Regions from separate parts of the Oryctolagus cuniculus genome. Here region 2 is linked to region 1. Evidence: chromatin contacts called from public Hi-C data. All regions are on one chromosome and are shown on one strand. The core of a region is the stretch at or near the end of the contact, and the rest is flanking DNA. Distances in the headings are between cores, read along the strand shown. Region 1 has its middle 510 kb from the start of LMO4. Region 2 holds the start of LMO4 (LIM domain only 4).

Region 1 (2,895 bases), core at 243-2,742:
GGGGAGTTAAAAAAGATTTCAATCAGAAAGTCAAGCAAGTGGGTGCCTATACGGATGAACTGTGTGATGTTAACCAAGTCACTTAATCTCTCTAAGCCTTGAGAGCCTCCTTACAAAACTATGGGGTTGGGCCAGCTAATCTCTAAGTGCCCTCACTGGTCTAACATCGTAACAACAGAGAGAGACCTTCAGGATCCTCTGACTGCAACTGCAGTCCTCCACTTAGCTCTGAGCAGCCTGGAAAATCTCACCAAAATCTTCCTCCCACTTGATCAGGAAGCATTTCAACCACAGACACAGAGAAGATGGTGCACCATTTGGTCAGCTTCTCTGAATTGAATTGACCTCTCAGCTTTGTAAAATATATCTTTCATTGACTTCAATACCAACCACTTAATCCTTGGAAATTAATCGAGGGAGTTTGAGTTTGAATTTCCCTGGTGTTATTGGTATATGGAAAAATCTCGTTACTTAAATCTCACTTTTGTGTGTTACATCGTAATTTTTAAGAGATCATCATAGCAGTCTCCTATTTCTGTTCACTCTGAAAATCCAAATGGGCTTATTTCCTAAATTGCTAATAACCTTACTCAGTCAAACAAATTATCAAGTATATGGACTCCAGTTGAACACAAACTCATTTTATTTGATGAAGGTAAGAAAAATACTGAGATTTCCATTTTGAGAGCAAAACTGCCAGGGTGAATTACTTGGAATGTAGTTCAACATGATGAAATGCCATAAATTATACTGAAAATTTCTTTGTGTAGGTATCCAGCTCTGTATGCTTTTATTGATAAAGCAGCAATCCCTCCCACCCCCGCTTTTTTATGAAGACTAACAATTACATTACCCTGGGAAAGAATTTGACTTCTATTAGCTGAGTACAGCACTCATACAGGAAACTCTTACTGTCGTGGAGTAATTTTAGCAGAAAAAAAAAAAAAATTCCTGGTTAGGAAACTCTGCCTTGCACCCTGAGCATGATGTCACCTACCTTGGGTGCTTCTGGGCTCTGTCTGCTGTAGGAACAGCTCAACAGAACAAGTCATTTCAGTCAAGTAGCAAGCAGGAGCCAATGTGGAAAGTGTTCTCAGATACAATGTAGCAAATGTACTGCTGCATAAAGATGCTTTTTCAAACAAAAGTTTGGCAGGGCTCAGGAACGGGAACAGAAGGTAATGCAGAGTTCTCCCAGGCTGCTCTGGGAGCTCTGAAAGTGGGCTGGATGATTCCCCACACACTTCTCCCCAACTGGGCACGCATTTTGGCAGCCGGTCTTGTTTAGGTTCTGCCATTTGATTTTCAAGGAATTGCTACAGTATACAAAGTTTTTTTTTTTTTTTTTTTTAAATCCAGATTGTTACGTTCCATATGTTTGAGTAAAATATTCAGAAGTGACCAGCTGCATTCCAAAGAAACCTGTTTGAAAGCTTTGGACCCAACCTCTGCCCAGCCAGAGAGGAAAAGGCCTCGTTCCCTTAGCATTACTCATTCGGTCAAAGATTAATCCTAATGAGCCACTTTCTCTGGGCAGGCACACCCAGGCTTTGCATTACATACTTACGATTTCTCAATATTTAGGCCAAAATGTGTACACTCAGATGCTGATAGATACTGTCTTTCCAGAAACCATTAACCACAGTATTAACTGTAAGAACTTAGTGAGTTTAAGGAACGAAGCCAAGCAGGGGGTTGTTCAAAGCCGAGTCAAAGACCACATTGATGGAACTTGGTTGCTAAAAACAGAACAGGAAGAAAACCCAGTTCCCCATCTTTTGGTTTCATCTGGCCTCCGCCGCCACCTCCGCCAGGTCAGTCTCCAGCAGGAAGTGCTGCTAGCTTAATTGACTTCATCAGGTAATGGTAGCCACTGGGATGCAGTCTGAAGTTTTTTTATTCAGAGAATCAGCATGGAGACAGAATTTCCTGATTCCTCTGCCAGACCCTGGGAGAGTGACTGCACACAACATTGCCACAGTGAGGGCGATCTCAGCAGTTCATTGCCTCCGTGCCACGAGGCAGCTCCACGCTGGTCCACGCCTGCTTGCTGGGGAGAAGTGCTGCTGTGAATACGTTTCTAGGAGTTAAGGGTTTATACCTCGCCATCCTTATTCTAATGCAGGTCTGAAATTAAATTTCATTTATATTCCGTGACTGCTTTGCCTTATACAAAGGGTTTTAAAATTTTTATTTTTCTCACCTATCTCGTAGGATTTTTCTGACGCTCGGGACTGAGAAGACAAAGGTGTAAAGCAAGCGAAAGAGATACAAAAAGGGAGATAAAACACGGAAGGGAAGGGAAGCAGAGAGAAACATTAATCCAGTCAGGGATAGCACTCAATTTGAATTTAAACTCAAAATAAACATTTATTGAGCTGTATATGTAGCCATATGGACAGGACAATGCTAAGTGATGTTGACTAAATAAGCAGACCATGAGGCAGCCCCTCATCTTGGAAGACTTATAGTTTAGTGGGGGACAGATCAATAATCTTCTAGCTTTTGTTGTTGCTGTCATTTGTGCCAAGCTCGGACACAATCATACTGTGACCAAAATGAAGCACTTCCTAGTCTGTATCACTTTAACCCCCACCACACCAGGGAACTAGATACCATAATCTTTCTATTTTTTTTTTTTTTTTTTTTTTTGAGAAGGAATCCAAGCTCCCGGAAAATTTTGCCCAACATCTCACAGCTGATACATAGACAGTCCAGGAATCAAAGCTAGATCTTCTAAGCCCAGGAATGCTGTTCCTTAAGATTATGATATACTGGCTCACCCAGAATACAATGAATAATGCTACCAGCATACTGAAATAAAGGCTGAAGCCAAGGTTGGAAAAAGACCTTAGGGAGAACAAAGCAAGGAATCATTAATTTTAACTAGTTTCA
Region 2 (2,700 bases), core at 198-2,697, 510 kb before region 1:
CCACAGTCCCCTTCCTTCCGTTCTTTTGCTCAATCCAGCCGAACCGTGCGTAACACAATCTGAAAACTTGTCCCACAAGGCTGGTTTGATTTAATGATACCTAGTAGAAAGGCTTTGCACTTTCATGATCATTTCCACCAGAAAAATCTCTCTGGAACTTACTAATAATCATCAGACCTAATAGGAGCCTTGGATGGGAGATTTATTAAACCTATCCCGCAGAGCGGGTAAAGTGGACCCACTAGGTATTCAAGCATCCTGGCTGGGCTGCGGCCCTGCAGACTCCCAGCCTAGCGCCCTAAAAGCATTCCTCAGCTCTTGATTTATTCGAGGAGCTCCACTGCTTCCTCTGCAGGGGCTGTGACACTGCGAATCTTGCCATTACTTCCACTGCGTTGGGGGGCTGGGAGACACTGCGGCTCTCGGCCACAGTGGCCAGGGTAGTGGGACAAGGCTTTCTCCAGGAAGTTTCCTTCGACTGTGAAAACAGGGCTTGTGGTCCCACAGCAAGAACGCCTCCTGGACACTTGGTTCAAACCCGGGTTATGGAAGGGGCCTAAGTAGGCAAGAATCTAGGTAGGGGCGATACTTACTTCCCTTACTGTTCTTAGCTCGTGAGCTAAACTTCCACTAAGGTTCATAAATCGCCAGCACCGTGAATTTAAAAACCGACAGAGAGAGAGAGAGAGAGAGAGAGAGAGAGAGAGAGGCAGTCCGCCGACTTTTCTTCCCAAACAGGAAGAGACCCGTATCTGAGAAAGATGTGCAGTAAGTTTCCTAAGGGTCTCCACGGCGCCAGGGGAGGGCACGCCCCGAGGGAGCAGCGGGCGGGGTCTCCGGGGTCCCCGCGCCGCCTGGGCAGGTGCGGTGGCCGCACCTCGGCGGCCGGCACGGTCCCCGGCGACGCAGGGCGCCCGCTCACTTCTCGCCACCTGACTCGGGCCCTTCCCTTCGGCTGGCTCGGCCCGCTCCGCCGCCTCGCTCTCTCCCCCGCCCCGCGAGGCTCGGTTCAGTCATCCCTTTGTCCTCCCCCGGATTGGCAGGTTTTATTATTCCGCCTGAACAATCCGGCCGCCCAGTGGCTGAGGGTCGCTGACGTCGGCGGCAGAGCCGGGGAGTAGTTGGGATTCTGCTCTGTCAGTAACACATGTGTAAGCGCCGCGGAGGGAGCGAGCGAGCCGGCTAGAGGCCAGCGCCGCCGCCGAGCCGCCGAGCCGCCGAGCCGGGCAGCAGCAGCAGCAGCAGCCGCCCCGGCAGCGGCGCAGGCTCCAGCGCGCCGGGCCCGGGCCCGGCCGCAGCCCCCCGCTGCCAGCGCGCGCCCGCTTCTGCCGGGGCCCCCCGAGCCGTGCGGGCCGCCGCTCCTGGGGCTGTGGTCTGCGCCGCGGCTCCCGGCCCGGAGGTGCAGGGAGCGCGGCCGAGCCGCCTCCGGCAGCCTGAGCGGGCGGGCGGGCGAGGGAGCGAGCGAGGGAGCGCGCGGGAGGGAGGAAGGCGGCGGCGGCGGCGGAGGAGGAGGAGGAGCGGGCGGAGCGCGGCGGGGGCGGGGGCATATACAAAGTGAAGCCACATTGCCAAACTTGCAGCAGCGATTGCAGCAGTTGCTGCCGCTGCGCCGCGCCTCGAGCCGCGCCGCGCGGGCCGAGGGCTCCCACCGCTGTTCGAGCGCAGCCGGAGGCTGAGGAGAAGGACGGGCACCGCCACTGACACTTCTGCTCCCGGCCGCGCTGCCCCTGAACGCGGGGGGCCCCCCCACCCCAGCCCCAGAGCAGCGCGATTTTAAAAAAAACAAAAACAACAACAACAAAAACGCCCAGCCGCCCTCAGCCCCCTCCTCCCCTTTCCTGCATCTGCGAGAACTCCCTCCCTCCGCGCCGCCGGCCGAGGCGCCCCTTCCCTGGAAGCCGAGCGGCTCCGCTCGCCCGCTCGCCCGCTCGCTCGTTCGCCGCCGCCGCCGCCGCCGCCCGCAGTCTCGCAGTATAGGGGAGAAGCAGGTAAGGGGGCGGCTGGGGAGCCGGGGAGGCCGGGAGGGGGCCCGGGCGGGCCGGGGCTGTTTTCTTTGGCTTCCTTCCCTTGACCGTCCCAAATTGCAAGTAAACAATACGTCGGCTTAGATAATGCGCGAGTCTGAAACTACCGAGGCCAGCCTGCGAGCTAGCGCGGAGGGCACGGAGGGCAGCCCCGGGCCGCCCGCTTTGTAGCGGCTCCTGCTTCTTACAAAAGGGTTCCTCTCGGAGGCCGGGCTGCCGGGGACCCTGGCGGGGGTGGGGATGTTTCCAGGTCCGAAGAGGAAGGCTGGGTGGTGTGTGTGTGGGTGGGTGGCTTGGGGGGTGCTTCGATGCGGGGTTAAGTAGGAGAAGTAGTGCGTTGGGGGGTGGGGGTAGGCACGACCCCCTCCCCCTTCTAGTAAACACTGTTTTTGAAACAGTGGCAGAAAGGATCTAAGTGACCAGGATTAGGTATTGCTGGTTCTTTTTAAAAAATTCCTCTTGGCTTATAAGTCTTTTGTTCCAATCCAGGAGAAATCCGGTGAATCACCTAATTAAAATCAAGACATGAATTAAGCATCCATTTTTGTACTACAAATTGCCAGCGCTACGTTTGTCCCTCCCTTGGTCTCCATTAAAAAACACCAGAGACGTTGTTAAAGGGGGCAGATTTTGCCTCTAGCTGCCAGTTCTGCTTTCTATTTCACTGAGTATCCCA

What was found. A called contact is a pair of places that touch in the nucleus more often than the background predicts.
Region 2: a Hi-C map of embryonic fibroblasts shows a contact between it and region 1, with 3 times the contacts expected there. The contact joins the promoter of LMO4 here to the enhancer-like site in region 1. A contact is called at or near these places in 2 of 6 Hi-C or Micro-C datasets (ear pinna and embryonic fibroblasts).

The regions. Positions count from the first base shown.
Region 1 is chr7:83,276,933-83,279,827 of mOryCun1.1, reverse strand. No RefSeq gene overlaps it. Among named protein-coding and RNA genes, the nearest start is that of LMO4, 510 kb to the left of the region's middle. Within about 2 kb of position 1,492, at least 1 of the 8 cell types and tissues checked has an H3K27ac peak or open chromatin away from gene starts, as enhancers often do.
Region 2 is chr7:83,787,307-83,790,006 of mOryCun1.1, reverse strand. It overlaps LMO4 (LIM domain only 4), which reads left to right and starts at 1,447. Exons shown (of 5, transcript XM_002715878.5): 1 at 1,447-1,988.